6 separate regions of the Mus musculus genome follow, and regions 1, 2, 4, 5 and 6 are each linked to region 3. Evidence: chromatin contacts called from public HiChIP or PLAC-seq, Micro-C and promoter capture Hi-C data. All regions are on one chromosome and are shown on one strand. The core of a region is the stretch at or near the end of the contact, and the rest is flanking DNA. Distances in the headings are between cores, read along the strand shown. Region 1 holds the start of Insrr (insulin receptor-related receptor). Region 2 holds the start of Lrrc71 (leucine rich repeat containing 71). Region 3 holds the start of Kirrel (kirre like nephrin family adhesion molecule 1). Region 4 holds the start of Prcc (papillary renal cell carcinoma (translocation-associated)). Region 5 holds the start of Bcan (brevican). Region 6 holds the start of Mab21l2 (mab-21-like 2).

Region 1 (4,206 bases), core at 1,169-3,668, 620 kb before region 3:
GAACCTCTGGGCACTTGGGACACTATGGGACATGAACATCTGGATCCTGACTCTACTGTTTCCTTTGGGACTCAGTCCATTTGTCTTTTTGTTAAGGCTTTTTTCCCTATAGGGGCTGGATGCTTCCTCACTTCCTCCTAAGGAGAGCTTGCAGGGTCTTCCTGTACGATGCAAGTCTAAAAGCTTTGGTGTAATTTTCTGGTCTACTTCCTCTCTCCTCACCCCCCCCCCTCTCTCTCTCTCTCTCACACACACACACACACACACACACACACACATTGGTACCATACCCCGCATTCTTCCATACAGGCTAGCCCAGTCCCTCCTGCCTTAGCACTTGACAAGGCTGATTTGGATGGGATGGAGGACAGGAAGACCTGTCTTCCTATACATTCTCTCTGTGGTCCATGCTCGACTGTCGGCTGTTGCACACGTGCGTGTCCACATGCTTGCGCACACACTAGACTAGGCAGGTACATACACAGAAAAAGAAGAGAAGGAAAAACACTTCTGTTCCCTCCATGAAAGCCAATTAGGCTCTTTGAGGCAGGTGGGGGGGTTCCCTCAGGCGCCCACTTCCCATCATGCCTTAGCCTCTCCAGAGCTCCCCTAATGTGAGACATTGGAAAAACAAATCTAAGACCTTTGCAGATTAACCCCTGCCTGTCCTCAGGCCAAGCTCCAGGGAGAGCTTCGCTGGGAAACAACAGCTGGGCTCCTTGACCAAACACTAACTCCCAGGGCATGCTTGCTTTATTTTGACAACTGTGCTCCTGCCTAGCATCTGCTGTGCAGTGTCCTGGCACAGAAGGAACAGGGGTAGGGCGTTCAGGTAGATCACCATGCATTGCAAATCTTCTGGCCTCTTTCATGAGACACCTTACCCCAGTCCATCTGTATTATCCTTACAGGAAAGGGAGCCCTGGCTTGGTCCTGGAAGCCCCCACTTAGAAGAATGTTTTAAGACCCTTCCCGTTCCCAGAGTGTTGAGTTCCCAAACTCTGTATGGAGGACAAAGGCAGATTAAATGATGGCGTTATACACTTACTGTTTCCTCTTCTGTTGCTTCTTCTTTGTCCCACATAGCCCCTGGCAACCCATGAGGGGCTATTTGGTCTGCATTAGTCCCACTCCCACTCCCTAGGTGCCTTTGGTGAGAAGTGTGAATCTGAGGTATATCACTGAGTTACGGAGGAGAGGCAGTCCTCTCTCAGACAGCCCTCCTGCCCACAGTGGGACCCCAGGGTCCCCACCAACACAGATGAAAGCCTGGGGTGCCAGAGCTCAGGACTTGCCCTGGGTCTGCCTCTCCTGTCTCTGAGCCTACAATCCACACAGTAAGTCAAATTGCTTAATGGTGCCTGGTTTTCAGCTTCGATCCCAGCCTGCCTCTTATCAGTCAGTGGCCCTAGAAGCAACCTCCAATTCTCAGTCTCATTTTGGTTTAAACTCAGACTTTACTGGGATCGCGGTTTCACTAACAGCCGTGAGTTGAAGAACATCTGTTCGTTCCATTTCTAACTCCTTAACCTCTTAGGGGAGCTGAGAGAGAAAACTCTTCATATAACAGTTCTAGCTGGCAAAAAGTCCTTCTGAGAGCTGATCCTCGTCTTCCCGTCCCAATAAAGACTAACTAGGAATCAGTTGTGCTGCACACCTTCAACCCCAGCTCTTGAGAGGTGGAGGCAGGTGGATCTCTATGTTCAAGGCCGGCTTGGTCTACAGATAGAGTTTTAGGACAGCCAGGGTAACACAGAGAAACCCTGTCTGGAGACACCAAAACCAACCAACCAAAGACTAAGTTAAGTATAGGTGTTCTGGAGGGAGATGGGGGTTAGACGGACGTTGCTGGGGACTCACCCTCTAGTGTGTCCAGGCCAGATCCCAAGGACAGCAGGCTCATAAGCAAGTGTACTCCCCAGGGCCACAGAGCAGGCACTGCCATGACCTCAGCCCTGGTTGTCTTCCAGGTATCCTCCAGGGAGAAAGGAGGATGCAGACCCAGGTTCCAGTGTGAAGTGGCAGGGGTGGGGACGACGACGACACACAAAGGCAAAGGGATTAGAGATCTCAAATAGAGACCGCGGGAGATAGAAAAGAATTTCGGAACAGAGGAAACAAAGCCTGTGACAAGCAGCTAGAGACAGCCTCAGTGTGGTCCAGAGACAGATACTGGGACAGAGATGCAGATAGGAGTGGAGGAGCCTCAGAGAGGCATCCAGAGGGAGGATGATTCAGAACACAAAGATCCAGACAGTCCAGGCAGTCCTGAGGGGAGGCAGAGTGGAAGCCCCCGGTGAGCCCCGGGAGTGCCCCAAGGGGCGGCAGCGGGGTCCCGAGACACCCGCAGCACTCCACCCCGAGACACTCCGCGGACCTCCTGGACATGCAGACTTCCACTCTCGGTCGACCGGCCGCGGCTGGTGGGGCAGAAAGGCAGGGACCTCGCCCAGCTCCCGCCCTTTCCAGAAACGGATTGGTTTACGCCGCCGCCCGCCGACTTCTCTGTTCTCTCCGCCCCTCCCACCAAGTCAAGGGAAAATATTTAGCCTGTCAACTGAGGGAGGTGGGGGACAGATGTGTTGGGGAAATAAGGTTGGGGGCCAAGAACTGAGCTCTGGAACCCCTCTCTCTGTCTCAGTTTCCCTCTCTCCCCCATCCCCACCCCCCCAACCCGCTCGCTGCAGATCTGGAGGGAGCGGCTGGGCTCCCTGGCTTGATTTGCAGGGGAGTTCTGGAGTCCAACAGGTGTTTTGACATCTGCGGGGTAACTTCCCGCAGCCTGGACAGGTCGGACTCCACTGGTGAAACCTGAAGACCTCACCACTTCGACCTCACCACTTCGCCTCTCACAGCCCTTCCCAGCCTCCCGAGGCTACTTTGAACATACTTCCTTGGCGCGGGGTATGTCCCCGTCAAATCCCTTGGTTTTGGCTCAAATCCCTAGGAGACGAGTCGTTCTTCTCTCTGTGAGATTCCTCCTTCATTTGGTTACTTTTTTTTTTTTTGGTTTTTCGAGACAGGGTTCCTTTGTGTAGCCCTGGCTGTCCTGGAAGTAGACCAGGCTGGCCTCGAACTCAGAAATCTGCCTGCCTCTGCCTCCCATGTGCTGGGATTAAAGGCGTGTGCCACCACTGCCTGGCTCCATTTGGTTACTTTTAAGAACTCAGGATGCTTAGTGGGTCTCTATATATGTACTTATTCGGGGCCACTTGGAGGACAATTCATGATGGGATGATCTCTTAAACGCGACACTTATACGTGCAGTCAAGAAGGCCATTGCGCAAGACTTGCCATTTAGTGGCCTGGATGCTGGGCCTGAGACTTCCCAGGTTCACAAATACCGTGAGCCGATGGTTCCCAGCTCCCACGTCCGAAGAACTAAGAGATCTATTAATTTCTCCGCACAGAAATCGATGCTCTTGTCAGGACGGCGATCGATGCCAAGCTTGGTCTGCCTGGCCATGGCTCGGCTCTGGGGCCCCAGATGGATGGTTAGGATTGGGAACTGACCCTAAGACCAGAGGCACAGCTTAGAAAGGCTCAGAACTGCTCTTCTCCGCCCTCGAAGCCCCAGGCCGAGCGCAAACGCCGGGCGCGAGGGCTTCTAGCGCCACCCTGTGGTCTTTTGAGGACCGAGAGGTCTCCACTTTCCAATCTTCCTCCAATTGTGTTCTAAGGACTCTTCTCTCCCACTATTTTTCTCCCCAGGTTCTGCATCCAGCCATGCTGAGGCCCTCTCCCTTTCCTTACTAGGGTCTGGAGAGCGTTCACCTAACTTATTCCAAGTGACATGCACACCCTCTTAAGTAAAGTGCACCGTGAGGCTGGCTGGGATGACCTGGACTTCAACCCTTCCCTTGCTCAATTTCTCCACTTCCCCGCAAATCTGAAAATGCAGCTGTTTTACTGTGAGAAATAAGGTATCAGCTTCCTAGCTCCCCCAGCCTCAGAAGACACTTGTGAGGCAATCTATGGCAGCCCCCCGCCCCAGGTCTCCTGCAGCCGCGAGGGACATTAGGAAGGCGAGCTGGCATTAGGGCCTCAAAAGGGGAGGGGGCACTGGGGGCATTGGCAGGCGGGGCGGGGCGGGGCCGTGGGTGCCGCCCTCTCCTGGTGGCTAGTCTTTAACACCGCCCCGCGCACGTGTCGCGCGAGGCCGGGCGGCGGCAGCTAGGAGCGCACGGACGGCTGCGCGGCCCGAGC
Region 2 (4,148 bases), core at 239-2,738, 570 kb before region 3:
CTGCCAGGAGCAGGGACTGGACCAGCAGGCCACGAACAGAAACACTTGGTGAAGTGAACAGAGACGGACTGTGGCCCTGTGCTTCCACCGAGGGAGACACTAGTTGACAAAGTGTCTAACCCTCTTTTCCCACCCACTGCTCAAGTCCCTGTGGACATAAGCTGGTGGGCAGAATGTTGTTGTACAAGTGTGATTTTAGATCGATTTTTTTTAAAAGTATGTGTTGGGTACCTTTTCTGTGTGTATGCTCAGGCAGGCTGTGTGTGTCTCTAGTTGGCTTTAGAGGGAGTCAGGTATAGGTTCTGCCTTCTGCACTTTCCATCTTATCTAGTAGTCAGCTTCCAAGCTTAACTAGTTAGAGCTCCACCAGCAGCAGGCCCTAACTACCTGCCTGCCCTTCACCCAGTAATCCTCCATGTCTTTGCTCAGAGGATTGCTCCCCGACTCTGGTGTTTGTCCTCCTGGTACGCCTTGACGGTCCTGCAGTCTCCCTTTCCCGTCTCGCTTCATTCTTTCCCAGAATGAAGGCTGTCTGCCACCCTACTTCCCAGCCCAGGAATTGGCACATCTAAGTTCAGCCTTCCTAAGTTACCCGTTGAGTCCTGCTTGCCCTTCACATATTCCACAGAACACCCACCCCACATCTGCTTCATAGCTACTCTCTTCTCCACGTACCCACAGAAGGCAGAAGTGGTACCAGGCAAGAAGATGGGATTGTTGCATTTTGTTTTGTTTTTGAGACTCTGTCTCACTATGTAGTCCTGGCTGGCCTGGAACTCAAGAGCTCTGCTTGCCTCTGCCTCTTGAGTGCTGGGTTTAACGGCTCAGGGTCACATGCACAGCTCAAGCTGCACTCCGATGTGCTTTCCCCTGTTGCTAGATTAGCGTCTGCCTCCCCCTAGTGGAGAGGCTGATCGCCAGCTCTCTGATGCAGGACTCTGGTGTTTAGGCTCACTCACTATTGGTTTCCTTGGCACAGGGTAGTCACTCAATAAATGTTCCTCTAAAAGCTGAGTGGCTGAATCAAAGTACCAGCAATACCGTGTCCCCAGTGTCCCCCAGAGCCTAGTTTGGAGCTCTCCTCAGAGATAGAGTCTCAGCAGAGAGCAGCATCCGTGCTGCTGTGGTACTGAATGAGGAGCCAAGCAACTCAAAGGGGCCCGGGATGGCGAAATGGTAAAGATGGGACCTCCTAGATCAAACCAGCAGACAAGCCTCCAGACCTCCAGGGAGCTGAGGAGAGCTGGCAAAGAACTCAGCATAGCCCGAGCCCTTACCACTTGGGCCCTTCACAAGGCACTCTCTCTCCCCTACAACCTTCTAGCTCAGTGCGTTGTCCTCTCCCCCCACAACCTCCTCTGCGAGTACAGAGAGTACAGACCATTAGGGCCCTAGCTGCACTGCCCTAGATTCCACGCATCTATGCCCTACGCCTAGCCACGCCCACTGGCTCTGGCTCTGGCAGAGTCAGGGGCCTCCACGTGCACTCTTTGCCCGTTGCTCCGGCCACAGCCCCACCCAATCAGGCTGGGTTGCCCTGGAGAGGGCAGTCGCGGAGTCGCTTGGCTGAGTGGAGATCCTAGGGGTGAGGCCCACAGAGTCCCGTTTCATCTTGCCTCTCACTCGAGGGGTCCAAAAGCACCCCTATGTCAAGTGAGCCAAGCACTACAGGGACCTCACCCAGGACTCCGCGTCCTGGGGCCCAGAAGTCATCCGGAGCAGTAACCAAGAAGGGGGATCGGGCTGCTAAAGATAAGACAGCAAGCACCCTGCCCCCGGTGGGAGAGGACGAGCCAAAAAATCCGGGTATGCTGGCGGGGCAGGGCTGGATTAATTGGACTTGACGTTTTCTTTTTTTTTCTTTTTTAAAATTAAAACTGGTCAGCAACTTGCTCTACAGACTAGGCTGACCCCGAACTCAGAGGTCTACCTATCTCCTCCGAGATCAAATGTGGATCAGCACATCCCACCTCCTCAGGGGTTGGTCTTAAAGAGTACACATTGCCTGGGGAAGCTGACGTGCACTGTAAGATGTGACAAGATAGGTCAAAGAAGGCTGAGGCAGTGGTGAGAAGATCCCGTGGGGCTGTGGGAAGGTTTAGGAACACAGCTCTATGGATATTCATTTAGACAACAGTTACTTTTGAGTGTCTTCTCTGTGGCCATGGTCACAGTTGTGCTTTGGCACGCTTAAAGAAAACTATTAAAGTTGGATTAACAGGACCATTGCTTCTCATGTTGCAAGGGACAGAACTCAGTTTGAACCAATTAAGCACAAAAGGGAATGTATCAGAAGGCATCTTGATACAAATTCGATGCTTTTGTTATTAAAGAGGGTCAGGACCCCGTTTTCCTTGCAATGGAAATAAAACACTGGGAAAAGATGCTGCCGGTCTGCCTTTTGCCAGGTGCTGTTTTCCTGTCAGCGCTAGTGCCCAGGGATAGGCAGGGTATAAGGAACTGGAGAAAAAGCATCTTTCATAGGGAAGACAGATAGGCCAGGGTTTGCTGGGCACAGAAAGCCCACACACATACTTGTGATCCCAGCACTCGGGGTACTGAGGCAGGAGGCACTAAGTTCCTTATAGAACAATACATCAAGACAGTGTGACCCAAGGGAGTAAAAGAGAAAAAGAAACGCTGGCTGTGCATGGAGGAGATGGGAAACAGAGATAGGGGCAGCAGAAAGGTGAGTGTGACTCTGAGTAGCCCAGTCCAGGGACGGTGATCATCGGCACAGGACAGTGAAGGTTTGAGAGGGTGTGTTAGGCTCCTGGGAGATGGAGTTGGTGAAGGATGAGGGGGATGGAGAGTCACCCTGCACTGCATGACCGAGTCCCAGGTTTCTAGCCTGGGATGCTAGCTGGGTGGAGATGTGGGAAGAAAGCTGGGAGAAGGGCCGTCCAGTGGCGGGCCTTCAGGTTCGAGGCTCAGCAGGAATGAGAAGTGGCAGGGTGACTACTTTGGGAACTTCCAGGGTGCTGGGATGTTCAAACCTGAGACTCTCTAAGATGGGTCAGAACTCTGACTGAAGAAACACAAAGCAGAAGGCTCTAGCAAGGATGGCCGGCCCGAGCAGCTTTGGCAGATGCAGGGACCAGAACTCAAGTGACCACTGCACAGGGACCCTGGGTATGGGCAATGTGGAGGTCACAGAGACTTGTACAGTTGCCATTGTATGTCCTGGTGACTAGTTTCTCAAACTGTGGGTTGGGGCCATTTAGCATGGGTCTGAGGACAAAAATAAGTTCCTTTGAGACAGTCTTGTAGGAATAAAACCACTGTGAGAGCCTACTCTTCAGGGGTTCCCATGGATGTTAAAGTTTGAGGGGCTCTGCTCCTGAGAGGTGAGTGATGCTGAGAAGGGTGAAGGGTGCATCCAGTTGAGAAGAGCCAGCCTGAGCATACACAGGGCGCTGCAGAGGCCACCCACCCTCCACGAGTCTCCTTCTAAGTGTTAAGTGAGTAGATCTGACTAAATGGTTGACCATTTCCCATGTGTCTTGAGTTTCCACTGACAGCTGGCCACAGGAGCCAAGTGCCTCTTGCCTTTTCCCCAAAGAGTTCTCAGGCTTTCTGTGTCATGCGGCTCTTGGTGACCTGGGGCCCGGCTCCCTTATTACACAAACTTATGGTAGAAGGCCAGGCACAACTGACACCTGGGGACCGTTGTGGAGCTTTGACAGGGACTCCCCATTTCCAGGAACCCTTCCTAGGCTACCATGGTGAAAACTGGAAAGAGCAGGGGGCCCTTGAGGGTGTCAGACACCAGGTTTGCAATCTTATTGCAGTCTCAGGATGGTAGGTGGTGGGTTTGACTGACTTAACAGAACTTATCAAGACAATGAGAAACTTTTACAACTGTCAGGACACTGACTAGCAAGTACTATATGTATAATGAAGTGTCAAACAGGTCAGCGACCCGGCTAGGTAGGTATAGATCCCTTTCTGTGAGCCCTTGCTCTCCTTCAGCATTTTCAGCTTTGGTCTTAGCAAAGCAGCTTCCACTTGGGGCTGCTGTGAGGGTGGAGGTGACCGCTGCGCTGCAGGCGGGGACCCACTTTCCTGCTACCCTGCAGAGGAGTACCAGTGCACGGGGGTCCTGGAGACAGACTTCGCTGAGCTCTGCACACGGTCAGGCTACGTGG
Region 3 (4,013 bases), core at 1,086-3,585:
ATTTGCTATGTCCTGTCCTCAAATGCCTGCAGAGGTGAATGTCAAATGCTCACAGTTAGATTGAGTGAGTGGTCCAGACGCAATCTGGAACTAGAGGGCACAGAAACACAGTCAAAACTAACCAACTAACCAATCAACCAACCAAACTAACAAACGACCCATAAGTTCATACTCAATGTCAAAGAGGACAGCTTTCCTTGACCAGTTATAGGAAAAGCTGCCCCTTTCTTCCTTCTTTATTCCTGTATTTTGTTTTGTTACCCGTAACATTAAACATAATCTAGTACGTTATACTTCCCACAGACCAATCTCCCCACCCCTCTCTTTGAGTGAACCTTTAAAAGGAAGGAACTTGTGTGTATTCAGGGTGTTATTATATAGGCTGAGTTCCTGGGTTTTTCTTGAACTTACAATTACATTTGGTTTTGTTGTTTGTGTGTTTTGTTGTTGCTGCTGTTGTTTTAAGACAGGCTTTCATTTTAGCCCTGGCTGTCCTGGATCTTCCTAAAAGGACCGGGTTGGCCTTTACTCACAGAGATAAGCCTGCCTCCTCCTTCCCAAGTACTGGGACTAAAGGTGTGAATCATGATGCCCAGCCAGTTCTCCGCCATTGTCTCCTGAGCTAGCGTTACAGACATGCACCACTATACTCGGATTCATTCATTCATTCATTCATTCATTCATTCATTCATTCATTCATTCATTCATTTATAATCTGACTGGTTTTGTGACTGGACCATATCAAGTACCAAAGCAATACCTGTTGAATGATCAGTTGATGAATAAACTAAAAACCCTAACATGTCTGAGTGCATGTGTTTGTATGGATGCTTGTCTCTGTGTGGGGTGGTATTCTTAATCTCTGGATTAGATATCCCTGTCTTAAAATTTTGGTTTTTGTCTATGCTTGCAAATATTTTTAACATAAAGAGAACTCTGAGTCATATTATGCTTTTGAATATGAACTTATGGGTCGTTTGTTAGTTTGGTTGGTTGACTGGTTAGCTGGCTAGTTTTGACTTTGTTTCTGTGCCCTCTAATTGTTCCAGATTGCGTCTGGACCACTCACTCAATCTAACTGTCAAGATTTTTTGAGGAAACTGTGCCCATCTCATATCAGCAGAGGGCACTAGAGCTGTGTGCCTTAGTTCCAAGCCTGAAGATAAAGCTATCTTGGCCAGGAGCTTTTAGGGACTCAGGAGATCTAGAATATGAGAAGGAAGAGGTGGAGGCCTCTCCAGATGGGCGTAATTGCAAAGTTGTGCAATTCCTGTGTTTCTATTATTTCTCCCACACTCAGCAGCCCAGTGAGCAGAAGGATGTATTTAGGGATTGGGAGAGGAGGTGGCTACTACACTGGGTTCTGGACTGGAGAACCCACCCGAATGCACTTCTATTTCGATTCTCCATGTCTTCACCCCAGTGCACCTCAAGTTCCTGAGTGCTTAGAGATCGATCAGTGGCTGCCTTCTGTAGCAAGCCTTCGGGGAGGCACAAGAGAAAGCCACCGAGTTCTTTGGTTTTCCCTCCGGATAGATAAATGTCTGGGGTGAACAAAGGAAGAGTTAACTGCGCCTCTTCATGGCTGCTACGGACTCCAGCGCTGAGGCGGGCCTCAATGTGGCTGGCTGAAGCCCTCAGAAGGGGCTCAAAGACAGTCAAGATTTCTCCAGCCTGAGATTTGTAGGCAAGAAGAGCTTCTCCCTCTCCAACACTCTCGAGTTAATTGAGAATTCTTAATTTAGGCATCTAGGGTTAGATTCTGGGGTTTGGGATTAAAACGAAGAAGAGATCTTAAAGCTTTTACACCCCCATCCCCCAGACGCATAAGAAGCACACCCCTCCTAACACAGTCATCCAAATTGATGAAGGTTCGTCCTCAGTCCTGGCTGCCACCCCATGCCCGGCTCAGTTACACCACTGGGGGTAAAAGTAGGTCTCGCACCAAGCACTGGTGGGCCAGGACCCAGCGGTCCTTGCTCCAGAGCCTGCGACGCCTCGTTCTCCCCACCCCTCCCCACCCCTTGCCTCTGCCCTCAATTCCTTTCTCTTTGCTCTCCTCCCATCTCGGTTCCAGCGAGCGGAGCGAGTGTGTGCGCGCGCGTTGGGGGACCAGGGGAGGGCAGTGGAGGGAGGCGCCGTCGGAGGGAGAGCAGACGTCAGGAAGAGAGGGAGGGAGCCGGGGAGGGAAGAGAGGGAGAGGGAGAGAGAGCGCGCGGCGCGGAGGTTGAGAGAGGCCCCGAGAGATAAAGCCGGAGGGCAGAAATTATTAGGGGGCGCGGGACGAGAGGAGGGGCCAGGGGAGCGAGCCGGCGGCTAGAGAGGCAAGCGAGTGTGCGCCTTGTGTGCAAGGGCGGGAGGGAGGAGAGAGAGCCAGCGGCGGCCCCGCTCGCGCCGACTGGGGCCCAGCGGCGGGCGGACAGCATGCTGAGCCTCCTCATCTGGATCCTCACTCTCTACAACACTTTCTCACAAGGTAAGCCCCAGCCGCGGGCTAGGGAGTCCAGGGAACGGGCGTGGAGTTTCCGGGAGAACACCGAGGAGTTCTTGGTGAAGCGGCCCAACTTGCTTCCTCTGGCTGCGCGGGAGAACAGAGAACTTAGGTCGCAAAAGCCGAGATCCGAGTAGAAAAGGGATCGGAGTGCTCAAAGTCTTTCCTCCAGTTCCTGGCGGTCCTTCCTCCATCCCTCCACTTCCTGGGCCCAGGGCCGGACTACTGGGTCCTGGGCAAGAGAAAGGCTGGGAGGAGATGGGATTTGATTTCAGATTTGGGGGGCGGAGTGCGTGGAAAACACAGACGCAGGCTTCCTAAGATGAGGCTGAGGGATCCTGCTACCCCAATCCAGCCTACAGTCACCTTCATCTGATGTGCGGCTGCATACTGCTTGGGGCTGCCCCTCAAAGGAAGGCTATATTCGGTCCCCCGCCCTGGAGGTTGTGGGTGGGAGATAGAAGTCTAGATACCAGGGTTGTCTGGGTTCAGGGGAAGGGGAGTTGACTGAGCCAGGCACTCACTTCGGGTCAGAAAAGTGCAGGTTTCTGAGGCTCCTTTGGAACTAGCTGGGCAGAGCTGGTAGGAAGAGTGGGAGAGAGATGAGTGCATTCAGGTACACTGGGCTGGATGCACGTGAAGGAACCAAGGGTCCAAACCCCAGCCAGGCCTGGGGTCTGCAGGAAAAGGCTTTTGCCTCCTGAGACTGACTCCAAGGAAGATTTAACACTGTCGAGCCCCTCGCCTGAACTGGAGCACAGAAATCAGACACACAGATAGCTTCCAACAGAGACATGGAGACAGACTACTCACCTAAGGAGACCCCCCCACCACCCACACACACACACACATGGAGACAGACACATACACAAAGACACTGATTGACACCTCTGAAGAAGGAAGATTCCTCTTCTAAGCTGACACACACTTGCCTAGTTATACCCTGGCATCAAACTTAAACTGTACATACATGTTTCCTACATTCAAAGGACATAGCACTCACTCACACAGAATTGCTTCCACACACCCCAGCCATGGAGCAAACAAAGAAACTTGGGGCAGACATTCTTATAGGCAGGCGCCTACAGAGATGTTACAGTCTTCAAAATGGAGGAGGTGGTCTCTCACTGGGGTGGGTGAGTGATCTGGAAAGAGAGAAGCCGCAGAATGGAAAGAGCCCCAGGCATTGGCCAGCTCTCTTCCTCTCCTGAATGGTGTGTGTGTGTGTGTGTGTGTGTGTGTGTGTGTGTGTAGGGGGTGGGGTGCTCCACTGGACCCCCCTCCCCTTTGCTAGCCCTCTCTCCTCCAGCTCGGAAGGCAAAGCTTGGCTTAGCTTAGGGGTCTCAATTCCCTTTCCCTCCCTGGAGCCTCAGGACCCTCTTAGAACATGAGAAGGCGCACATCCGCTGTGTGAGAGCAGGAGTCGAGTTAGGGGGAGGGAGAAAAGAAGGCCTGGTTTCAGGTTGGCCACTTGTCAGAAAGTTGGGAAGATAAGTTAAGTTCTGACTTTGTTCAAGCCAGG
Region 4 (4,308 bases), core at 377-2,876, 710 kb before region 3:
ATTTTTTTTGGGGGGGGGACAGGTATCAGTGGGGTGTCAAATTCTGAATCATGTACATACGTGCATGCTAGCTAAGCACTGTAATGTTGAGCTGCCTAAACTCAGTATAGTTTAAACACAGGTGTATACAAGTTATTCTGGGAGATTTAAGCAGATGTCTAGAGAAGGTGGTATAAGTTTGTGTATGAAGCCAAATGTTCAGACACATGGCGAGGAGGCTGGTGAGGAAGAGCCACATCCTTTCACAGTCTTTACAATCCTCATCCTTCGCTCAAAGCACCCTTTCCACGTTCTTTAGCCTCCTCCCTGCCAAACTCTAGCAGCTCTTTCGTTGTTGGCTGACCTCAAAGGTTTTCTGCTCTTAGGAGCAGGGAGGTACCCACAGAGAGATGGGTTCATGTATAAAGGACATGGCAAGTAGAGGGCCCTCAGTTAGAGGGTGACAGAAGTGATCCAGAATCACAGGGAGCCAGGGAAGAGCAGTTGCACAGCACGTCATCATAGACGGGCAGTATGTGAAAAAGCCTGCAGTAAAAGTGGGTGGATATGAGGGCCATACGCAAAGGCCGAGAAGACAGCACATCCAGCCAAGAAATGAATGCCAAAGACACATGCACTGTAGGGTGGGCACAGGTGATCAACCCCTAAGAACTTGGAAGTGTACCGGGCCATAGTCTGTCCTTTTACTGAGGTAAAGTGATTAATCTCCAATTCTCCAATACCTTGCCCTAGTTTCCCGTGCTTCTCACTAGTTGCTGAGGAAGGAGCCCAAGTCCCCACACTCATGGGGATAGCGTTCATGGGAGGTGTGTACTGTTACTAGATGTATACTGGTGTATTCATTGGTTAAGAGCACTGACTCTTTTTTTTTTTTTTTTTTTTTTTTTTTTTTTTTTTTTTCTGTGAGACAGAGACAGGATTTTCTGTGTCACCTTGGCTGTCCTGGACCTCACTTCATAGTCTAGGCTGGCCTCGAACTCACAGATCTCCGCCCGCGTCTGACTTCCTAGTGCTGGGATTCAAGGTGCATGACACCACCCTTGCCATGCTCTCAGATGCCTGCGGCCTCGTTTTCTTTCTGGCTTCGCAATCTTAATTTTATAACGTACCCTAGAGCTTTGTCTTTTCTTGGGGTGCTTTGTTCTAACACCCAGGTCGACTCGGAAGCATCACTGTTTTATTTACAGGTAACTTTCCCTTTAAGCTATTTACTTTCCCAGACTTCATCACTTTCCCGACAACACTTGCAGTTTCTAAGGGTACCACAGCTCCCATAATCCTTAGCTGCTCTGAGGAACTTCAAGTACCGAAATGCTCTAAATGCTTACGTGCTACCGCGCTGATCCATGGGGCTTGTAGTAACATAGGACTTGAAAGGACACACAACAACAAACAAACAAACAAACTACGAATCCCAGGAATCACTGCATCAGAGGAAGCTTTCGCTCAGTCTTTCTGCGCACCCTTTACGCCACCTTTAGACTGCAATTCCCGCCATGCTTTGCACTGAGTTCCCGGAGGTAGAGAATGGGGTTGTTGCTAAAGTCTTCTCTGGGAATTGTAGTTCTTAAGTCTGTGAGGTGAGTAGTAGGCGGAGTGACTCGGCGGCCATTAGGTGTGTGTAGTTGCTTGGTGCTAGGAGCTTAAGTGTAGCGGGAATTCTTACTCGGTGGAAATCAACCCTAGCCATGGGTTCCTGCCGGGGATAGTTCTAGAGCACGGAGCAGGAGGCGCTTTTCGGTTCCCCGCCTTGCCCGCTGGTAGGGCCTACTAGGCCGCCGGGACATCCCGGGTCTCAAGTAGGCCTAGTCTGCCAGCAAGGGCGTCCCAAAGGCGGGAGGCGCCATGTCTCTGGTTGCTTATGCCAGCAGCGACGATAGTGAGCCGGATGAGCCGGAGCCGGAGCCGGAGCCGGAGGAAGAGGATGTGGCGGCTCCTATGCCAGGGCCCACTTTAGGAGGCCTGTTCGCTTCTCTTCCTGCACCCAAAGGCCCGGCCTTGCTGCCCCCGCCCCCCCAGATGCTGGCCCCAGCCTTCCCCCCGCCGCTCCTGCTGCCCCCGCCCACCGGAGACCCCAGACTGCAGCCGCCTCCGCCGCTGCCCTTTGGCCTGGGCGGCTTCCCGCCACCTGCAGGAGTGAGCCCTGCTGAAGCTGCGGGAGTTGGAGAGGGGCTGGGGCTGCCATCGCCTCAAGGCCCTGGGCTCAGTCTGCCCCCAGCTGTGGGCGGTGTCGGACCCCCCTTGGGCCTTCCCAAGCCAAAGAAGAGAACCGAACCGGTTAGGATAGCGGCGCCGGAGCTGCAGAAGGGCGATGTGAGTATGGAGGGGGGGGGCACCTCAAGTCCCATTGGGCTGGAGTTTAGGGGTAGGAGGGACTTGTAACCATAATGGAGCTCGACAAACGCATCCGTTGACTCCGAGCCGCTGGAATCCTCTTAGAAGGCGGTTAAATTCACCTGAACTTGCCTGCTTTGGGGAGTTAGGGTATTGGCCATGAGGCATTCTGGAACCTGGGACTTCCTTGCAGAAAGGGATGCGTGGTATCCTTGGTACTGACAGGCTTAAGGCGCATGCATGGAGACAATTCTTTCCCTTTCAGCATCTTTATCTCAGTTGGCTTCTCTTCCCATATTGAGGGCAGGTTAAAAGTGGCGCCTGAAGTGACAGCTGGTGGGACTAAAGTGCTCCTGTTGAACATCCAGGACCAGCCTTATCCTTTGCCCCATCTCTAAAATAAGAAGGCTGGAAGGAGGTAAAGGACATGAGTGGAGTTAGAGAAGAGATGGAATGTTTACTTATTTTGACATGGTTCTAGTATTGTAACCCAGGCTTTTCTTGAATCACTGTGTAGCTCAGCTTGGGCTTCAACTTGTGATCCTCTTGTCTCAGAGTCCAAGTGCTGGATTAAAAAGTGTATTACACTATCCCTGGTATAAGAAATTGAGTATTGCCTCTCCCTCACCCCCACACACAATGGGAGTTGGACTTGTAGCCTCCCTCACACATAGTAGGTAAATGCTCTTCCACTGAGCTACAAAACCCAGCCCTGTTTCCATTGTTTATTTTGAGGAATGGTTTTTCTAGATTGTCTAGACTGACTTGAATTTTAGATTGTTCTGCTTCAGTCTCCCCTGTAGCTGGGATTACAACCTATAGAAGCAGGATTTGGTAGTCCAGGCTGGCTTCAACTTTAGTAGCTAAGATTGTCCTTAAACTCCAGATTCTCCTCCATCTCCTTCCTGAGTGCTGGGATTACAGCTGAACACCACCATGCCTGCTTTATGCAGCTTACATTCATGTCTAGGGCTTTGTGCATGCTAGGCAAGCATCCTTATCAACTGGGCCATATCCTCAGCCCTAACATACTATTTACAGATATGAAAATGGAGTCCAGCATGTAGTCTTACTGGAGATTGACAACTGGATCTGTTTAAATCTGTTTCACCATCTAGATACTGTCCAGGCTAGATGAGCATTAGAGTATAGTTTCTAAAAGAGGCAGCTAAGATTACAGTGTTTTCTTGTTTGTTTGTGTGTTTGTTTGTTTGATGGTCTCTATGTAGTCCTAGATGCCCCCCTATAACTTGCTCTGTAGACCTGGCCTTGAACTCAGATCCTCTTGCTCCTGCCTCTTGGGTTCTGGGATTAAAGACTTGTGCCATCATTCCTGACTTATGTTGTTTTCAGATGTTTAAGCAGGAAAAGATAAGGCCTCTTCCATGAGGACTTCCATGATAAAGGAGGCAGCCTGTGACAGTTCTTTGCTTTCTATCTTTTAGTAAATGAATTGGTCCACCCTGGGTTCCTTTTGCTAACTCTGCTTTTCTTTAGTTTTTCCAAGCTACCAAGGGCCATCTTTATCTTTTGTAGGTAAAGTTCTTTAACTCAGTTTCCCCCCCAGTAGCTGTCTTGGTCTTTTCATCACGCTCTGTCAAGTCTTGGCTTGGAAGGCATGTTCCAAGCACCTCTGGCCCACCCCTCCCTGCTTTGATTTTTTTGGAGACAGGGTCTTACTATGGAACCCTAGCTGGCCTGGAATTTGGCCTCAAAACTCCTCCTGCCTCTGCATTGTGAGTGCTGGATCAAAGATGTGAGCCACCATATCTGGTCTTCTTTGTTTTTTTCTGTAGTTTGACCACCTTACTACATTACATTATATATTTAGCTTTTCTTCCTTCTCTGGTGTAGAAACTCCATGAAGGCAGAAGCTACTTAGGACCCTACATTTTGTTGTTGTTGTTTTACTTCTCTTACTTTTAAAATTATAATTATGATATAATTATATAATTTTTCCTTTCTTCTCTCTAA
Region 5 (4,168 bases), core at 1,518-4,017, 830 kb before region 3:
AATAAAATAAAAACCACGTACATGCTCTAACATAAGACCGCTCAACAATGTGTTGGCACCATCTTACATGTGGAGAAACTGAGAGAAGGTGCATGCCCCAACACCACAGAGGAGTGAGCCTGCAGGGAAGGTGATGCACACCTCTGGTACCTCTAGTGATCTCCTCTGAGCCTGCCCCTGGTGGCCGATACTCAGCTGCAGATCCAGCTCCAGGCCACAGCTGTGCCATCTCTCAGAACCACCCCCTGGCATTTCTAAGCTTTGCTATGCTTCCTGGCCCCCTTCTGAGACTATCAAAGCCCCCATTCTCTGAGCACAGCTGTGCCAGCACTGGGCCCCTCCCAGCCAAGAAGCCAGGTGTCTGGGCCTTGAGGGGGCTGGCTGCCAATGCAGGAGAGGGCGCGAGTCTGAACAGCCCTCCAGCGGCCACTTCAGATGGGCGCACAGTAAGAGCCAACACCGAAGAGGGGTGTTTGGGAGGCGGGAGCTTTGCGAGCAGCGTGGGTTCTCACCTTGGGCCACAGCTTTGGCCTGTGTGGAAGCTATTGCCCTGGGAAAGCGGGAGGAGATTGCTGGTTCTTCAAGAGAGCCTGGAAAAGTCTCCAGGGCAGGCTGGGAGGCAGCCAGCTGCACCACGTGGGGACAGGGCAGGCGAGCCGCCACTGCCTGGCTTTCTCCAAGCTCGCCTTCCTCCTCCCTCTTTTCCTGAGCCCTTGGTGCAGCAGTCCTGGGCAGGCCACTTCTGATTCAACCGGCTGACCCTTGTGACACCGCCGTTTACCATTTGGCATCTAGAAGACCCTTGTGGCTATGAGAACTGTCATGCCCTGTTGCTAGGACACGGGTTTGCACACGAAAGCCGCCATTCTGGGCTCTGTTGGCTTCCAGTGCCAAGATCTCTGTCTAAGATCTAAAGGGGATGCAAGGAGCAGGCCAGGGTCCAGGAGCACCTCAGATGGAGAACAGAAATGAGCAGAGTCCTTTGGCTATGAGTCAAGATGCCAGACTCCATAATTGGGGAAAAGGTACCTATCAGCAATGGCTAGAGTTGTGTGGGTGTACCTCGATGCAAATGTCCCCAGCTGGAAAAAAGGGGGGCCTTTATAATGCCCATCTTTTATAGAAAGGGGCCCCTCTCAAAGACTCAGTCCCCATGGGCTGCTGAGCCCCTAACCAGACCTCATAAGGCTGTGAATGACAAAGAATAGGATTCCACAGGAGTGGTGGGGACCCTGCTTGGTTGATCAGAAGAGGCCAAGGCATTCCTGGCAGATGGCTGCCTACTGGCTCCACTGGCCCCAGGATTCTTTTCCCCTTCCCCCGGGTTGTGCACATTGGTAACTCTGAGCTGGGGGCGGGGGCGGGGGGTATCTCTTTCCTGTCTTCCTTGGTCACAGTCAGGTTTTCCCAGGCAAAAATTGTGTTATATCCAAGACAGCAACTGGGCTGAACTGCAGCCCCTTGGTTTCTTTCCTAGCTCCACCTGGGAGACCTGCAGGGCATGGAGCCCATGTGTTGGTGAGCCATGCAGGTGCAACCCAGAGCTGGCACCCAGCACCTCAGAGTCCTTCCCAACTGGTGACTCCCCCAGTCTTAGGGCCCCAGACAGGGCCTGGTACATAGATGACTTGTGGGTCAAGCTTAAGGAATGAATAAATGAAGGCCTCCTGTGCAGCTTCTTCAGGGGCCCCTTTCTCCTTTCTGCTGGCACCACTGCCTGGTAGTTTTCTCCCTGCGTGACTCTGCCCTGGGTTTCAAGGTCCTTCTGTCCTGTCCTTACAGTGGGCGGCATTAGCTGGAGTCCTCTCTTTAAACTTGTAAGGCTTTGGAGAGGAGTTTGTTTTTTTCCAGAGGTTCTGAAGGCGTTTTTTTTTTTTTTTGTTTTGTTTTGTTTTTTGGTTTTGTTTTGTTTTGTTTTTTTGGAACTCCATCCAAGGCAGGGGGTGGGGCGTGATTAGGAAACTGTTCCCTGAGTTGGGGGTGAAGGTGTCTGCAGACAGTCGGCATTTGGGGATCTAGAAATGGTAAGGTCACAGCCCCCACACCGGCCTTGAGGACAAGGATCTGGCTGAGTGGCCTACAGCTGGTGCCAAGGCTTTGCCTGGAGTCGCAAGCAAGAGGAGGAAAGTGGGAAGCCTGGGAAAGCAGGGAGAAGCAGCGGGTGAAGTGGGGGTGGGGGACAGCTGGCAGTCCTCGAGGCCCACCCCCAGGCTCCTGGCTGCACACTGGGCAGCCCAGCCGAGGCTAGCAGGCTCTCCTGCACACATTGATCTGCAACCTGTGACGCCTGCTCCATCACTCACTGTACCACTTGATACCGCGCGCCTAGACTCTCTTGACTTGGGTTGCCTAACCCGTAGTTCTGCGAGTCGACCTCCACCTGGTCAACCACTGCAAAGTCAGCTCCTCCGCCGGGGAGGGAGAGGAGCACCGGGGGAGCACAGCCCGATCAAAGCTTCCTCAAGAGGGATGGCTGTGGTCATCTGCCTTTTCTCTGGCCTGAGAAAAGGACTTCCCCTTTTCACCCAGCAGTGCCCTCTTTCCCGGGGCAAAGCTCCTGTCGTCCCTCCATCCTCTGCGCGACTAAGTTTGAGCCGGTCTTCCTCCCTTTAACCAATGAGAAGTCCCTCCCGTGTTCTAACTCTCCATCCTGCGTCGCCACAGCGCCCTCCATCGCTCCCTCCCCGCCCCTTCTGCCCTCCCCGCTGCAAGTCTTGGGCTCCCGTCCGCGGAACCTTGTCCTACTTCGCTTGTCCTCCCTCTGCCCGCTGTCGCCCGGAACCCGCACAGAGAAGGCAGCGGGTCCCGTGACCGCGCAGAGCCCCCCACGGGGGCGGCAAGGGCCGGGGACGGCGGGGAAGGCGGGGCGCGTGGGAAGAAAGGGGGTTTTGTGAGGCTCCCGGCGAGCTGGCGCCCCTGTCTGGGTCCCGCGCGCCCGGCCCTGCTCGCGCCCGCGCATTGCGCCGCAGTCTCGGCTGCGGCTGCGGGACGTGCGGTGTGCGCGGAGGGGACCTCGCAAGGTGAGTGCGGAGGCCTGGCCCTATCGGTCGCTTGCTTGCTTGCTGTGTGACCTTGGGTAAGTTTCTTGACCTCTCTGAGCCAAAGGATCCGGGCGAGGGCGAGAGCGGGCCGCGATACTGGCTGCTGTGGGCGACCGAGACAGTGACCCACCGTAGCTTCCTGGGGTCCCCAGGCACTCGGGGGTGCGGTCGGCAGCGGCGCCTCTCTGAAGGTGGGCGCGCAGCGCTCTGTGCCGGCTTCGGCACCCTGAGCCACGCGTCTGCTCGCTCACTGTCCTCGCCGCGCAGCCTTCAGGAGCCAGGGGACGTCTGGGCTGCGGAGCGACTAAGGATGCCCGGGCTGGAGACGACAGGGGACTGCTGAGCTCCGGTCCTTGTGGTGGCTTTCCTCCGGGAAGTGTCACAGTAGCCACTCTTGGCCACTTGGATCAAAAATTCATGTCTCAGGGCAGTCGGATCCTCTGGCCTCAGGCTTCCTTCCTCATCCCGTGCTGCCCCAACACGGGTAAAAGAGGTAGCCACAGGGCCGGGCGGGCGTGTGAGTAGCTCCTGCTCCCAGCCTCCCCTCCTCAGAACGCTCCAGCACCTGGCTTACTTGCCAGCGGTAACCCGAGTGACTGCTCGCCCGGCCCGCTGCACAGCACAGGCCAGAGCGCTGCTTAGCAGGGGAGTCTGTCCTGGGAGGATCTAGGAGGACCGCTTAGGCTCAGGCTAGCGACTATGAAGGCAGACCGAGTGGGAGATGGAGCCAGTGAGAATAGGTATGGTCGGTAGGAAATCTTGCCTGACGTTGTAACTGACCCCCGGCTGCATCATTAGCCATGTAGTCCTGGGTCCCCGAATACTCCCAAGTCTGACTCTTTACAGAGTGTGTTCATTATCTGTGCAGCTTTCCTTCCTGAGGGCACAGTGACCTGGCTCCCGGTTTGGCTCAGAGTTAGCTCTAACCCTCTCTGGTCATCCACCTCACTTTCCCCGTGAGCCTGTATGCGCAATGAGATCTCAGAAAGAGAAACTGTTTCCAGAGCTGAGGGCCAGGGCGGGGGGGGGGGGGGGACGACTGGCCTCTCCCTGTACCCTTCTCCAGTACACTCCAAGTTGTAGGCTTTCACAAAAGATGGGTGGGGGAAGGAGCAACTGGATAGAGG
Region 6 (4,111 bases), core at 666-3,165, 630 kb after region 3:
AGTCTCCAGCCCTCCGGACCACCAAAGACTAAGAACGAATGAAGGGGTAGGGATCCAAGCATCTCATGCCCAGTAGAAAGAAACATTAGCTCTCTCGGTAGCAACTGAATTCAGGTTCTGGTAGGTTTCAAAAAATGCAAGTCAAGCTCTCCTACGGGGTTTTACAAAAGTTATACACAGCTTTTTAAAAAAAAAAAAAAACGGGCTAAAGATTTTATTTTCCCTATGCATAACCCACGGCTTAAATATTATCTGCCAAATCAACCTAAAAATAGCCCTTAACTACCTGAGTGTATTAAAACAACTGAGAGCCCTGGCATCTTAAATTCTGAGATAAACTCCCAGTAGCAAGTGAATCACCTTGCTGCAGCCCTTGTTTTTCCAAAAGTCCTACGAGGCAGCAATCACACAGCTTGTTAAGGATAACACATATTCTAAGGAACAAGAGCGACTGAGTTTTAGTGGGATGCAGGGGAGGAGGAAGGCCATCTGGGTAATCAATAACAGTAAAGTTATAGATTTTTATCCCAGTCAACTCCTTTAAAAGCAAGAATCAATTATGAAAATAAAATTATTCTAAACCAGTACTGCCCAAGAATATGTTCACAATTAACGTCACAGTATTTAAAAAATTAAGAAAACCTGAATTCAGGCTCATTTTTTTCCTTCATTTTAATTTAAGTCTAAACTATTTTGGTAGCTTATTTCAATCAGCAAGTATAACCAAGTAATGTATGCTAATATATAAACTTACAGTTTCTCAAAACTCACATATTTTCTCTCTAGTTATTGGTAAATTCCTATAAGAGTAAAATAATGACACAAAGATAGCTAAATCTAAATTATGAAATAAGGATCAAAAACATATCTGGAGTAGTTTTTGTCCTGTTCTGTATTTTTAACAGCATATGGAAATTACTAACAAGAGATTTATGGTTATAGACTGTCATCCTATCCCCTCCTTTACACATACACAGCAATTCTCCAGCTCTTGGCAACAATGGGATGGGAGGGAAAGAGAAGGGGGGGGGGACTACAAAATTTAAGTCCTTTCTTAAGCTCCCCTTCCTGCTCTCATTTGCCTTCAAGCCAAAGACAGTTTGTTAGAGTCTGCACCTTCTGCAGAATGTTCAGAGACTTAAAACCAAAAGTGAAGCTCACTGAAAGCACTACTACTTTGCAGGAATTGATCCAGCCATACCCAGAGAAGAATCCCTTCTATGAAGACTCTCCTCCTCACTGCAACGGTAAGAAAAGAGGATAAAAAAGAAAATGGGACTATGAAACGAGTGAGAGCATTTGGCTTCTGTCTAGTCCCATTTTCTCACCCCCCACGCCCCCTTTATCAAGTGCAGTGTGGTGGCTGCTGAGGTCCCAAGCTTGTCCTCTCTCTCTCTTTCTCTCGGATTGGCTAAAGCACTGACAGCTTGCATAGGGATTGTAGGAACTGAAGCTCCACCCCTTCACGGTGGCCCAGAACCATTCATAAACTAAGGAGAGAGAGAGAGAGAGAGAGAGAGAGAGAGAGAGAGAGAGAGAGAGAGAGAGAGAGAGAGAGAGAGAGAAGTGTGGGGGGCAGGTATCAGAGGACAGGGGGATGAGGTAGAGACTGCAAACGCAACCCAGAGGAGAGGAAAAACCCGGACTCCTTAGACCTGCACACCAGATACAACGTAAGCAACGATTTAGTCACACTAAAATAGATTTTGCTAGGGCCAAAAGTATAAATAACGAGGCAGAAAAGAATATCAAACAACTTGCAGCAGTTTGCACCTAGAGAAAGGCAGGAAGAACCCACCACAAACAAACCAACCCAATCCAAACAACGCCTCCAGTAGGAAGCCAGGAAAACTGCTACGACACAACCCCCTGAGAAGAGAGGAGACTAGCACGCTGAGACCGCGCGGGGCGTCTGCAAACCTCAGAGTGCGCTGCGGCCTGAGCTGTACTTCGCTGCTCTCCGGGCATTAATTACATCCTTCACTTTCCTTTTGGGGGAGGGTAAGGAAGGCATCACCTACGCTGAGCGAAGGCGTCCAACCATCGAGGGAGAAGTTTCAGAATGAACCACTGAATGTTTTTGTCTTATTTTTAAATTTACTTTGGCACTTATAAGACTTCATTTCCAGATATCTGGGCAATCGTGGCTGCTGCGGACATCTAAGCCTAGCCTCTTGGTAACCTAGTTTTTTCTCTCTCACGATTTCATCCATCTCTCCCGCACAAGGAGAGGCTCGTCTTTATTTTTGCAGGTACTTTCCCCCCTAAATAATATTATTTCTAATTTTCTGCGGAAGAAAGAAAAGAAAATTCCAAAGAGGGAAAAGAAAAGGCCAGCCGGCTATATCATCAGCCGGTCAGCCCAGGTGGAAAGCAAGAGTGAAATTGGGGCTTCAGGGGGAACGCACCGCCTTTCCACAGCCGCAGGGCCACCACCAGTGCGTGAGCCTTGGATCCCTCAACGTATTGCGAGACGCCGGTGTACAGCCCGGACCTGTGCCCCAACATGATCGCCGCTCAGGCCAAGCTGGTTTACCAGCTCAATAAATACTACACCGAGCGCTGCCAGGCGCGCAAGGCTGCGATCGCCAAGACCATCCGAGAAGTCTGCAAGGTAGTGTCGGATGTGCTAAAGGAAGTGGAGGTGCAAGAGCCCCGCTTCATCAGCTCTCTGAGTGAGATTGACGCCCGCTACGAGGGGCTGGAGGTAATCTCGCCCACCGAGTTCGAGGTGGTACTCTACCTCAACCAGATGGGAGTCTTCAACTTCGTGGACGACGGATCTCTGCCCGGCTGTGCCGTGCTCAAACTAAGCGATGGGCGGAAGCGGAGCATGTCTCTTTGGGTCGAGTTCATCACAGCGTCTGGCTACCTTTCTGCGCGCAAGATCCGCTCGCGTTTCCAGACACTAGTAGCCCAGGCGGTGGACAAGTGCAGCTACCGGGACGTGGTCAAGATGATCGCCGACACTAGTGAGGTCAAGTTGCGCATCAGGGAGCGCTACGTGGTGCAAATCACCCCAGCGTTCAAGTGCACCGGGATCTGGCCTCGCAGCGCGGCACAGTGGCCTATGCCCCACATCCCCTGGCCCGGCCCCAATCGGGTGGCGGAGGTCAAGGCCGAAGGGTTCAACTTGCTCTCCAAGGAGTGCTACTCGCTGACTGGCAAGCAGAGCTCCGCAGAAAGCGACGCCTGGGTGCTGCAGTTCGGTGAGGCGGAGAACCGCTTGCTGATGGGCGGCTGTAGAAACAAGTGCCTCTCGGTGCTGAAGACGCTGCGGGACCGCCACCTGGAGCTGCCTGGCCAGCCGCTCAATAACTACCACATGAAGACGCTGCTGCTGTACGAGTGCGAGAAACACCCGAGGGAAACGGACTGGGACGAGGCTTGCTTGGGCGACCGTCTGAACGGCATCCTGCTACAGCTCATCTCCTGCCTGCAGTGCCGCCGCTGCCCTCACTACTTTTTGCCCAACCTCGACCTCTTCCAGGGTAAGCCCCACTCGGCCCTGGAGAGCGCTGCCAAGCAGACCTGGAGATTGGCCAGGGAAATCCTCACCAATCCCAAAAGCTTGGACAAACTATAGAGTGCTGCCGACTGCGTGGAAAGCAACATAAATGGGCATGCTCTCCCAGAACACACAACAACAGCAAAAACTCGAAACACAAACTTTTATGTAAATCACCTGAAAGAACGGGAGTAGGCAGAAGACATCCTAATTAAGAAGCAAACAAAAGAGGGCAAACCAACCAACCCCCCCACCCCAAAAATAACATTCTTGCACAAAAATGATCGTTTCCTTCCAAACAATGTGAATTTAAAGATCGCACAAAAGAAGCAATCCGGCTTTGCGAACACAAAATGAAACCCAAGGTACATTTTTCAAATCAATGTATAGTAGCTTCCCTTCTTTTCCTTCTTTACGCCCGCCCCTCCTTGTTTTGGGTTGCTTGCGTGATTGTCACCAAGTGAAAATAATTATTTAACTATATGTGAAATTTCTTTTACAAAGTTTTACTGATGTGAAATGTGTCTCAGTGCCAATGTCAATGTGCCCCTGCCTCCTCCTTTTGCACCCCTAACCCCCGCCCTAAAATGTCTTGTTGAAACC

Evidence for each region. Promoter capture Hi-C pulls out the DNA fragments that hold promoters and counts their contacts. A called contact is a pair of places that touch in the nucleus more often than the background predicts. HiChIP or PLAC-seq counts read pairs in DNA pulled down with a chosen protein or histone mark.
Region 1: a contact with region 3 is called in a promoter capture Hi-C map of embryonic stem cells. The contact joins the promoter of Insrr here to the promoter of Kirrel in region 3. A contact is called at or near these places in 6 of 39 promoter capture datasets (the C10 cell line, cranial neural crest, embryonic stem cells and 3 more), 1 of 484 Hi-C or Micro-C datasets (embryonic stem cells) and 3 of 115 datasets of contacts at active chromatin or transcription factors (bone marrow-derived macrophages and embryonic stem cells).
Region 2: an H3K4me3 HiChIP or PLAC-seq map of pro-B cells shows a contact between it and region 3, with 3 times the contacts expected there. The contact joins the promoter of Lrrc71 here to the promoter of Kirrel in region 3. A contact is called at or near these places in 1 of 39 promoter capture datasets (stem cell-derived epiblast-like cells) and 1 of 115 datasets of contacts at active chromatin or transcription factors (pro-B cells).
Region 4: a contact with region 3 is called in a Micro-C map of embryonic stem cells, with 6 times the contacts expected there. The contact joins the promoter of Prcc here to the promoter of Kirrel in region 3. A contact is called at or near these places in 1 of 484 Hi-C or Micro-C datasets (embryonic stem cells) and 2 of 115 datasets of contacts at active chromatin or transcription factors (large pre-B cells and pro-B cells).
Region 5: a promoter capture Hi-C map of embryonic stem cells shows a contact between it and region 3. The contact joins the promoter of Bcan here to the promoter of Kirrel in region 3.
Region 6: a promoter capture Hi-C map of embryonic stem cells shows a contact between it and region 3, with 4 times the contacts expected there. The contact joins the promoter of Mab21l2 here to the promoter of Kirrel in region 3. A contact is called at or near these places in 3 of 39 promoter capture datasets (embryonic stem cells, hippocampal neurons and stem cell-derived epiblast-like cells) and 1 of 484 Hi-C or Micro-C datasets (embryonic stem cells).

What each region holds. Positions count from the first base shown.
Region 1 is chr3:87,795,163-87,799,368 of GRCm38.p6, reverse strand. It overlaps Insrr (insulin receptor-related receptor), which reads right to left and starts at 2,418. Exons shown (of 22, transcript NM_011832.2): 1 at 1,861-2,418. The coding sequence starts at 1,945. It also overlaps a transcript of Ntrk1 not described here.
Region 2 is chr3:87,745,963-87,750,110 of GRCm38.p6, reverse strand. Lrrc71 (leucine rich repeat containing 71) reads left to right here and starts at 1,488. Exons shown (of 15, transcript NM_028971.1): 1 at 1,488-1,806; 2 at 4,080-4,148. The coding sequence starts at 1,647. It overlaps Pear1 (platelet endothelial aggregation receptor 1), which reads left to right. Exons shown (of 25, transcript NM_152799.2): 25 at 1-1,014.
Region 3 is chr3:87,172,859-87,176,871 of GRCm38.p6, reverse strand. Kirrel (kirre like nephrin family adhesion molecule 1) reads left to right here and starts at 2,335. Exons shown (of 16, transcript NM_001170985.2): 1 at 2,335-2,476.
Region 4 is chr3:87,882,880-87,887,187 of GRCm38.p6, reverse strand. It overlaps Prcc (papillary renal cell carcinoma (translocation-associated)), which reads left to right and starts at 1,626. Exons shown (of 7, transcript NM_033573.2): 1 at 1,626-2,313. The coding sequence starts at 1,846.
Region 5 is chr3:87,998,955-88,003,122 of GRCm38.p6, reverse strand. It overlaps Bcan (brevican), which reads left to right and starts at 2,767. Exons shown (of 14, transcript NM_007529.2): 1 at 2,767-3,020.
Region 6 is chr3:86,546,087-86,550,197 of GRCm38.p6, reverse strand. It overlaps Mab21l2 (mab-21-like 2), which reads left to right and starts at 1,915. Exons shown (of 1, transcript NM_011839.4): 1 at 1,915-4,111. The coding sequence starts at 2,507. The coding sequence ends at 3,586. The region is part of intron 40 of Lrba (LPS-responsive beige-like anchor); the gene reads right to left. Gm31677 (a long non-coding RNA gene) reads left to right here. Exons shown (of 5, transcript XR_375777.3): 3 at 1,184-1,247.